Linked DNA regions of Zea mays: region 2 is linked to region 1. The links are chromatin contacts, called in public Hi-C maps. All regions are on one chromosome and are shown on one strand. Each heading gives the region's core, a stretch centred on a gene start, on an enhancer-like site or on the middle of the called end of the contact. The rest is flanking DNA. Distances are from core to core; before and after follow the strand shown. Region 1 holds the start of LOC100279404. Region 2 has its middle 41 kb from the start of LOC541946.

Evidence for each region. Hi-C and Micro-C count contacts between places; a contact is called where the count stands out from the background.
Region 2: a contact with region 1 is called in a Hi-C map of tassel, with 7 times the contacts expected there. The contact joins the enhancer-like site here to the promoter of LOC100279404 in region 1. A contact is called at or near these places in 5 of 25 Hi-C or Micro-C datasets (ear, endosperm, leaf and 1 more).

What each region holds. Positions count from the first base shown.
Region 1 is chr10:5,361,237-5,366,508 of Zm-B73-REFERENCE-NAM-5.0, forward strand. It overlaps LOC100279404, which reads right to left and starts at 3,105. Exons shown (of 5, transcript NM_001152416.1): 1 at 2,069-3,105; 2 at 508-628; 3 at 279-398. The coding sequence starts at 2,517.
Region 2 is chr10:5,475,807-5,481,294 of Zm-B73-REFERENCE-NAM-5.0, forward strand. No RefSeq gene overlaps it. Among protein-coding and RNA genes, the nearest start is that of LOC541946, 41 kb to the right of the region's middle. Within about 2 kb of position 1,550, at least 17 of the 20 cell types and tissues checked have an H3K27ac peak or open chromatin away from gene starts, as enhancers often do. A contact at or near this core is called in ear, endosperm, leaf and 1 more, where this site is marked.

The DNA of each region.
Region 1 (5,272 bases), core at 1,855-4,354:
CTCCAAAAGTAAGATCATGATCTACAACGAATACTGCTAAATGGCATGATCACAGACCACAATCACAAAAAAAAGTGAGGCAATATCACTGTACAAGTAAAAAGAGATGGGATTGTGAAGTCTGGATTCTCTGGCAGGCGTTGACATGCAATTCCACCAAAAAAAAGGTAAGCACGGTCATTTAATAACTCTCTAATTACTAAACAGGTGATTAAGAAAAAGATGCTTCCAATAGAATGATTATGATTGTATAAGCTACATGAAAGAAATTAGCTTACTTTAATTAGACCTGCCAAACAGTGGACATCAATGCCATCTGGAACAATTCCACTATTTAGTTGGTCTCTCACAAACTCTTCCTGGCTATTTTCTGCATTTATACGGAAGATACCTTCTGCCTGACAGTACAAAATAAGGAAACACTTATTTGATCAGAAATAAGGCTTCCAAACACTGACGGCAACAGACTAAGAATCATAGGATGATAGGAGATCATAAAAGACACACCTGAAGACCACCCTGTTCATAAAGGCGTCTCTGCATCATCAAAAGGATGGTTGGGACACTGTTTCCTCGGGAATCATAGGAACACTGCATTGATTCTGTTGAAACACCGAAGACACTTGCACTGCATATCACGTTTTAATCAGCCAATGAACAGGATTTGCCAAAGTAAACTTGTGATGGAAGTAACAATTATGTTTTCATAAAATGCATATTAGCACTGAAAAACGAGAAAAATAGATGTGACTTTCAAGGTTAAGGATATGTTTACATGAACACAAGAACGGTCCTTCAATAATTCAAATTGTAAATGCATATGGTGCCAAGAATATGTCCAATTATCAGGTGATTTTTATTGATCATATATTAGCAATCCTTGAGTTTGAAGATTAGGTGTTAGGTGTTTGTGCCACTTTATCTTCTTTTGGAGCACTAGGCTCCCGTCCTCCTATAAAGGAGAACTAATATAGAACCCCTTTTTAATTCTTTTTAGCCTAATGCTGAAAACCGACACCTTGGAATTCACAATAAGAAATAAGGTACAAGATACCTATGTACTTTTCTTATACTTTGTACCCTGTTCCTATAATAAGTCAGATAGTATAGCAAAGTACAATAGAAATAATAAGGTCTACTATACAAACAATAGATCAAGGAGAATAAAAGATTAAAAACCAAAGTAATTTGCAAGTCTAGTGAAAAAATAACGAATAATCTAATCAAGACAAAATAGGCCATACATAAATCATGGAATCCCTCGCAACTTTTTTATCCTACTAATGACAGATGATGTAACAATCAACTTTATGTACCTAGTTCAATCGGAATAATTCCTAGATGAGGTAAGCAAGTACAACAAAATCATGGATGCTAGAAGAGTGCATCAGAAAAAATGATTGACCAATTATTTGATATAACATGGGGAAAAAACACGCAGAAAATATTTATATGCAAATTGTGGTCCAAAGCATATCCACCATCAGAAGACATGTTCATTTCATCAATACTACAGTTCAAATCCTGCAAAGGCTGCCATAACAAAAACCAACTTCATACTTTATAACATGATTTAGATGGAATTCAAACTCCAGCTAAAGTTTTGCTTTTTCAAAAGTTTATTTCAGATCAAAGCAGCATGGAGGTTGTAAGACTGTGTTCAGCAGTTCATCCATATGGTCACCAAAAATATTGTTTTGCACTGTAGATTCGCAAGGTGGAGTTTGAATATGGGGAAGGATAAGGATCAAAACTATAGTACTGAAACAACCATACCATCAAAATGCAACTATTAACCACCTCCCGTGTCAAGCAAACACCATTTACATTTTACAACTTTCTAACAGAACAGAATCTAATACTTACTATCTGCAACTGTTGGAACCAAAGCACCACATATATTTGGAATTATAAGAAGGGGGGAAAAAAGGTGCAAACACCATCCAAGCGAAAATTTAAATTGGAGCAAACACCATCCATGTTATTGCATAAGTAAACTCTGAAAAGAAAGCCAGATTTTCTGGAAGCGTGAACTCGATAGCAATTTGATGAGGGAGAAGAGACATACCTGGCACTGGGAGCACGGCGGGGCACTTCGGGCTCGAATTCAACGGGCAGGCCTAGGAATCCGTGGAACCTATCGAACGTGACGTGCGCCACGTGCTGCACGTCCGTGGGCAACCCAATCTCCATCCCGCAGCCGCCGTGTTCGCCTTCGCCGCCGCCCACGGTCCTGCACCCGAGCAACGACTTCCGCAGTAGCTCAAAGAGCAGCGCCAAGAAGGACCACCGCTCCTCTTCCTCCTCCGCCGCCTCTTGCCCGCGCAGTTCAAGGAGTCGTCGGCTCCCCGCAGATCCCGCAGTGCGCTCCGGGCTGTCGCTTCCTTGGAGCACGTCGCTGTCGGCATTGGCTAAATACCGCAGCGAAGAGGAGGGGGAGGGGGAGGGGGAGGCGGGGGCGCGGCTTGCGGTGGAAGCGAGGTTGGTCGGGCCCCGGAGGAGCGCCACCTCCGTCATTGCTCCCCTCCTTTCCGAATTCTCACTGGAATTATGAGCTGTGATCTGGTGCGGTGTAGGGCCGATTTGGGGGCGGGGGCGGATTCGGGATGAGTTTTCTTGGAGATTTCGGTGATGGTGGAGCGGGGCCAAATGCACCGAGAAATGATTGGGGATTCTCAGTGGAGTTCTTGGTGCGCCCCCCCTATTTAGGATTTCTGATGCTTGCTTCCCCTTCTTCCGGAGATTGGGATTGTTGGGGCAGGACGGGGACTCGAAGGGGGGAGGAGGATTGGTTGTGGTGGTGCGCGTGGTCCAAATCCACGAATCCAAATCAGAAAGAAAGAAAAAAACAATTGGCGCGTCGAGAAATGGACAACAGAAGGGGGATTTTTTTATTAAAGAAAACTCCGGTAAGGAATCTTTAGAAATAAAAGACGCAAATTTTTAGCAGGGGATGATGAGCTCTCGTCGTGGGGGCGTTTGGTGGAGAATGGATAGGATTTTTGTGGAGGTGGAGTTGGATTGAAGGGAGGGCTTGAGCTGGCGGCGATGGCAGTATGGCACCATCATTCGTCTACTGCTCCTACTCCTCTCCCTTCTCCTTTATGGACACATGGATGCTCGTGCGCACGCTCTCCTCGCTTCTCGTTCACGCGTGCGGGCGTGCGTTCCTTCATCACTGTTCATGCTACACATCATCTCACTCATCAGACTCTGGAAAAAAAAAGTCTAGCCTTTTGATAACCGTCTCGAATTGCCTACGCCACCGGGAGTTTACGTGATGGACATACCAACCATGGCTTTCAGAGTACTCGAGTGATTTAACTGACTGTTAGGTGTTCAGTGTTCTTGTCTCCTTTTGGACCCTACTCAGGCTGTATTTGGTTGCTCCTGCTAAAGTTTAGCTCGGGTCACATCAAGCGTTTGACTTTTAAATAGGAGTATGAAATATAGATCCAACTAACTGAACTAGATTCGTCTCGTCTTTTAATCTTCGGCTGACAAATTAGTTTTATAATCCGACTACATTTAATACCCGGAACGGAGGTTCAAACATTCGATGGGACAGAGGCTAAATTTTAGCGGGGTGTAACCAAACACCCCCTCACTCCCTACAGTTTACGCAGCTTCTGCAAGTTTTGCAGTACAGTCATTATGTGATAATAAAGTAAATAAAAGGATAACTGGGAATGGGAGGCATGGATTATTTTTTTACTGATGTCAAGAAGAAAATTTTTGCTCGAACTAAGGACTAAAAAGGAACTCGGAACGAGCGTTCTCACCTTCCAAATGGCGTCAAAACCGTGAAGTGGAAGGTATTCACCGTACGGTCCATTCTTGTCTCTTTTTTTCGCTCAATTTGCATCGCACAAAAGGTCGTAATTTGGTTCAGCTAAAGAGAAAGGCTCCGTTTGGCAGCTAGGGACGGGCAAAGGTTAAAACTTTATGGCTCCATAACATAATGCTGGGAATGCAATTTTAGCTGTTTTTCGTCTAGATTCTAGACCTTTATCCATTGTGTTGTGTGTGACGTGCAAGATCAAGAAGAGAGATGCCACATGCCATGCCGTTCATCATCTGACGGCGCCATAAGTTTCACACTTCGTCAGGTGTCAGAGACAAGATCTGCTACCGCATTACAGGATAAATATACACAGTATAGTACTCCATTGGTGTATAGGATTCCTTCTGCTGACCACGTGACGTGCATGTGCTCTTCCTTCTCAGTATTGAGCTCACAGCTGACGAGAGGAGGTTCTGGAGTTTAAATTCAGGTTTCAGACCTAAATTACAGCCAACAAGAGCTGATGAAACATTAAACTTTAGGTAAGCCCAATCATTTGACTAAGGGGCTGTTTGGAAGCAGCCAGTTTTTTTAAGAAATTAGTTTAAAAAAAACTAAGACGGTTTCGAACATAATAGTTTATGTTCCAATTTATAGAAACTTTTACAATTCCTTAAAAACCAAGAACCTAGCCTCCCTTACCTAAAATTAGTTTATGAAAACTAAAATTGTTTCAAACACTATAAACTAGTTTTAATTTATAAACCAGTTTATAGAAACAAAAGATACTTACAAGTGCCATAACTGTGATTTGTAATCTTTAGTGATTAGGACATTGGAGAGACACTAGAGAATGTGTGACCTTGTGTTTTCTTGGTGCTCTTGTTGCTTGGTTTTCTTGATCGTGTTTTTCCTCTCTTTCTAAATTCTCGTTGACTTGTAGAGCTAGCAAGAGACAAATAAGTGTGTGGTGATCTTTGTGGGGTCTAAGTGACCCTCGAGATTAAAGAGAAGCATTCAATCGATCTAAGTGACCGCTTGAGAGAGAGAAAGAGTTGAAAGAGATCCGTCCTACGTGGACCCCTCAATGGGGAGTAGTTTATTTGGAACCGAACATCGCGAAACAAATCGTCTATGTCTTTGTGTCAACCTTGCTTTGCGATTGATTATTCCTCTCTCCTCTTTCTAATTCTCTTGCTTGCGATCGATTTGAGTTAACTCCCAAAGTTATCCGCATTAATTGAGTAACTCTAAGCAAGAAGAACTCTACTTCCACACTCCAATTTCATTAATACTCATGCTAATGCTAACCTCAAAAAATGTTTGTGTTTAAAGATTGTAATTTTCAAGTTTCGTCTATTCATCCCAACTAGGCGACTTTCAAAAAACAAGAAATAATTTGTTCCAATTGTGTCCTTTTTTCTAGAACGTATAGACAAACTAGATACAAATCTATACTACTTATTAAGGCGGTAAGGGTAGCCTGCC
Region 2 (5,488 bases), core at 300-2,799, 110 kb after region 1:
TGGCAATTCAACCACCAAAATAATTTAGGAACTAGGTGTAAGCCTAATTCCCTTTCACCGACCTCTAAAGGCACAAGCACAGAACTAAACTTCGGTCGAACGAGTAATCGGAGCAAGAGAAGACAGCAGGAAGTCATTTTTTGGACCTTGGATCTTTGGGTTGATTACCTCTAAATCAACCCAAAGATCGGGGGCTTGTGGGGGATAGATATCCCCCGGGTCCACTAAAGGAGTAAAAGACCTCACGAAAGGCCCAAGAGCCCAATAAATCGTAAGGTCATCCTTTCGTGGGCCTGGGGAAAGACGATCAACAAAGCAGAGAAGACGTAAGGCTGGATTGGAGCAAACCCGGACGGCCCACAACGTCGAACAAGTAAATCCCAACGGAGACCCGATTTTCCCGCGCTGAAGCCCCCATGCAATGGAGCCATGCGAGGATAAGTCGGCGAGGGTTACGTAGGGATAAACTCAAGAGGTTCACTACCTTTCAGCTACTTGTTGTTATCATATCCACGTGTACTGCCCCACGGTCGAGTATATAAGGCCTAGGGGGCACCCCTTCAGAACGATCGACCCTATTTTACTTAGCCACCCACGTAAACTCTCTGTGCCTTCAATCCAGAGAGCCCTCTTGTAACCACACTCGAATACTCATCAGGACGTAGGGTGTTACGCATCTCTAAGCGGCCCGAACCTGCAAATCTTGTCCACTGTCCCTCGTGCGATCGGCACGAACCATTTTGCTACAGTCGTTGACACCGTCCTACTCCTAAAAACACCTTGAGGGGTAACCCCGGGTGTGCGGTCGGACCCAAAACACCGACAATATGTCCATGTGTATCATTATGCAAACTATATTTTTATACTAATTTAATAGGGTGTATGTGTTTTTATGAATGTGACACAATGGTTCGGGTAGTTCAGGAATACCCGAACCCGAACCCGTACCCGAAATTTCGAGTATTGCAAAACCCGTTGTAATTTCGGGTATCGATTCTCAAAACCCGAAATTTTAAAAACCCGAATTACCCGACCCGAAATTTTCGGGTAACCCGAACGCCCACCCATTACCATCGTATTGCACCAATCATTTATGATCGTCTTTAGTGGGATGGTGTATCCTCATCTATCCTTGTGTGTGCCACATCAAGCGATTATTTTAACATTTGGAGTTTAAAAATTCAAAAAAAAACCATAAAATCTACTTTATAAATTATATTTTATTTGTGAATCATTTGTGTTTTATGTTTAAGTTATGTAATTGTAGTCATAAATTATGTATTTTTATTATTGTGCTCTAGTTATGTAATTTTTAATTGATGTTATGAATTATGTAATTTCATTCGTGTAGTTACATAACCATGTGTATTTGAATTTTAAGAAAACGTAGTGTTTCGTGTTAAATAAAGGTCTATAAAATAAAAAAATGTTGGGACGAACCCACCAAAGCTAACCTATGTGCGAGACTATCAGTTCCGACCGGGCCTCATCCACGGCGGCCGCGCACGATCGACGCCGGAACGCGCCAACGCCGGCTCATCTCGAATTGCACCGGTGGACACGCAGCTGTAGGATACCGAGGGGGCCTGGGGAGGCTGAGCAGGCCTTCGGGCCAGCGCCGCCTAGCGGAAGAAAGAAATACGGGCTACAAACGGGCCAAGAACAAATGTGCTACAAGATTTCTGAAAAAATTATGTAAAATCCAGAGATGTAAGGGCGGGCCAAGAACGAATGGGCTACAAAATTTCTGAAAGATTTATGTAAAATCTAGAAATATAAGCGAAAGGCTACAAACGGGCCAAGAACGAATGGGCTACAGCTACAATGATCAGATACGGAGTCTAGCAAAATACTAGTTTGATCCTCACTAATTAATCAGTCCGTTTGCTAACTTGCTTAATTTTCTCAAATGTGTATTTCGAAAGGACATGTATACACCCAATTGATTTCCGTTACAGGTACATGAGCTTTATTTGGCAAGACCATGTCCAAAAGACTTGCATGGAAGAGGTTTAAATGGCATACACAGGGTTAAGGAATGTAAACTAACTAATAACTTGAGATAAATTTTAAACCTTGGATACCTTGTACTCACTCCATTCCATTTTATAATTCGTTTGAATTTTTACTCTAAATTTGACCGACTCATCTTGTTAAAAAAAATTTCATAACTATTATTAATTTTTACCGTGACATCGTTTACCACATAATATAGTTTAAATATAGCTTTGCATTTTCTATTTTTTTCTAAAAAATTGAATAAGATGAGTCGATCAAACTTAAAAAAAACCAAACAAATTATAAATTGGAACTGAGGGGCATTCAGTTCTTACGGAGTATATATAATAAACCTGGAAAGTCTTTTGCAGCCCTTGAAAGAAACAAAAATTGTCCTACATATGAGGTTTGTTTACCTAATAACATGTTCTTTTCAATTAGCTTTCTCATATTTTTCGTGATCAGGTACAATCTTCTAAAATTTTCTCTACACGTTTATTTCAAAGAATGATACATCACTTCACTCGGTTGTGGGCACGACGCTGCGAACTTTTCTGTTGTTTTTGCAGCGATTATTTCAGTATTTTGTGCTGTGATGCCGGTGACTCTGTGACACCACTGTGTCCAAAGTTGGTTTGTCTGTTTGTTCCACAGACAAGCTTTGTGTGATACCCTCATACACTTGGCCCGCTAGATCCACAGCTCACCATGCATATCGTTTGTTGGTTTCCTCCAAACACAAAGGAACGTACGATGTCCACACATCGCGACTACGGCGGGTACGTAGCACCACTGGGTAAGCATTCAACCAAGCATATTTTAATGCTATTCGGTCCAGATTCTTTTGGCAAGGAGGACATCATAAAAAGAAATATAGACTAGCCAAATGGAAAATCATTTGTCAACCTAAAGAGATAGGTGGGCTGGGAGTCGCCAATCTTGACATAAAGAACATTTGTTTACTCAGCAAATGGCTTTTTAAATTACTCAATGGAGATGGTGTGTGGCAACATCTATTAAGAAACAAATACTTGAGAGACAAATCCCTAACACAAGATGTTAGAAAACCGGGTGATTCTCATTTCTAGGCCGGTCTAATGAACGTCAAGGACAAATTCCTCAAGTGGGGATATTTTAAGGTGGGGAACGAACAAGCAACAAGATTCTGGAAAGATAAATGGCTTAATAATTCTCCTCTTAGTGAGCAATTCCTAAACCTTTTTAATATAGTACGCAATAAGACCTCGCTGGTTGCAGAAGTGTTGTCACGTGAAAATCTAAATCTTTCTTTCCGGAGATCCATTGTTGGAATTAAGCTTGTAGAATGGCAGACCATGATATACTTACTGGCTACGGTTAATCTGACTCCGGTGAGGGACACTTTCGTGTGGACAGCTCATAGGAATGGGACTTTCTCAACCAGATCCATGTATTATAATTTAATTAGTATCCCCAATTATAATCGTGGATGTTTGCTTTGGAAGTTGAAATTACCCCTTAAGATTAAGATTTTCCTTTGGTATCTAGGTAGGGGGCTAATCCTAACCAAAGACAACTTAGCCAAACGTAGATGGCGAGGAAGTCCGAAGTACAGTTTTTGTAATCAAAACGAGAACATACAACATCTTTTCTTTGATTGCTACATAGCTAAAACTGTTTGGAGAATTATTTATTTTACTTTAAAAATAGACCCACCCGTTAATATTAATCATATTATAGGGGACTGGGAATCCAACAAAGGTTGTATGCATAAAAAGCTACTTCTTTCTGGCGTTGCAGCTTTGTTTTGGTCGATTTGGCTTTGGCGTAATGATGTGGTGTTTAATCATAACCATATACCATCAATTATACAGGTGATTTTCAGAGGTACACATTGGTTCAGATTTCGGAGACTCCTACAGAAGGAAGAAACACAACAGCAAATCCATATCATGTGTCAGTCTTTGGAGGTGGTGGCCATGGAGGTCTTCGTGAGCCACGGGTGGCGGTCTAATACAAGGATTGACGCGGTTTAGTGTTTGTGTTCTTATATTCCATAGCATGTTTTGAGTTGAAGTTTGTTTGATTCACAAACTGTTGGGATGATGTATTATTTGAGCTATATGGTTGTATGCATGAACATGCAAAAGACCGGAATGATATTTTCATTTCCAAAAAAAAGTGTGCCTCAAGTCGCATGTGTTTTTTTTTATCATTATGCGTTGCGACCTAACAGGGTGGCGTGTTACTTAACTTTATTATAGCTTTTGGAATCTATTTTTTAAAAAATAGTCTTAAATTAATTTACCATCAATTTGCTATAATCATACCCTAATAATCAAAAACGACGTTCACGTTTGTGCTGTCTAATAAGTAGTATCTAGTAGGAGTATGTTAAAGTTTCTCATTGACACGCACTAGTGGGGAAAAAATATACTGACGTGATCTTGTGTGGCGTTATTTGGTAAAATGACACAATCAGGTACTAGTAAGGCCCCGTTTTAATCTTACCGGATAAACTTTAGCTTTCTGCTAAACTTTAGCTATATGAATTGAAGTACTAAAGTTTAGCTTCAATTAACACCATTAGCTCTTCTGTTTAGATTATAAATGGTTAAAAGTAGCTTAAAAAATCTGCTAAAGTTTATCTCGCGGATTGGAACAAGGCCTAAATATGATATAAATATGATAGTGAAAACGAGAGATTACACGGATCTTTCTGTATCTTTATTTTTTTTCCCTGGAAACAAGAGTCCCTAAACATATTTGACTCGAAATACCTGGGGCATCTAACTATTTAATGTTGCATTAGTACGTGCTAACTATGTTGATGGCACGTTAGATTGGAAAGCAGACCGATGTGCTATAAACACATGCACATTTTATATGTGCACGTTATTATATTCAACAGTGGAAAAACTATTCAAAACATTATATTCAGTTAGTCCATCCATAGTGTGCAATTTTCCACTTTTAAGATGAAAGGCTTGCTGTTCATTTGAGGGGTTTTCCCTTTATTTTCTTTATTGGAAAATATAAGAAATAAATTAAAAAAAGGAAAAGGCCAACCAGCTGGGCCGCTGCCAGGCCGCTTGACCGAGCCGCCCAGCAAGGCCAGCCGGCAAGAAGGCAGCCAGCGTAGGGCATGGACGGATATTCCAGAGAGTGGGCGGAAGGGGTCGAGCAGCCATGGAGGCTGGCAGCGGCGCTCAACCGAGCGCTCCGACTTCCGCGCCGAACATTGCGCCCTCCTCTGCTCAACCTCCTAGAGGTCGACTCCATATATGGGCGAGCTCTCCCCTGGTTGTATTTTCTCTGGCTCTCTCGACAGTAAACAGAAATTCCCTGTTACTCTTCCTCTGTTGCTGTTCCAGTCACGTGCTCCTATGTGGTGCTCTGTTGGTTCTGATTGTTGTCCACCGTGGCCTGGTGTTTGGGCTCCCTGCTGCGCGGTGTTCATCTTCTCGGGCGGACGTCTCCCTCGGTTCCGGCAGCGGCTCTAGTATCTCCG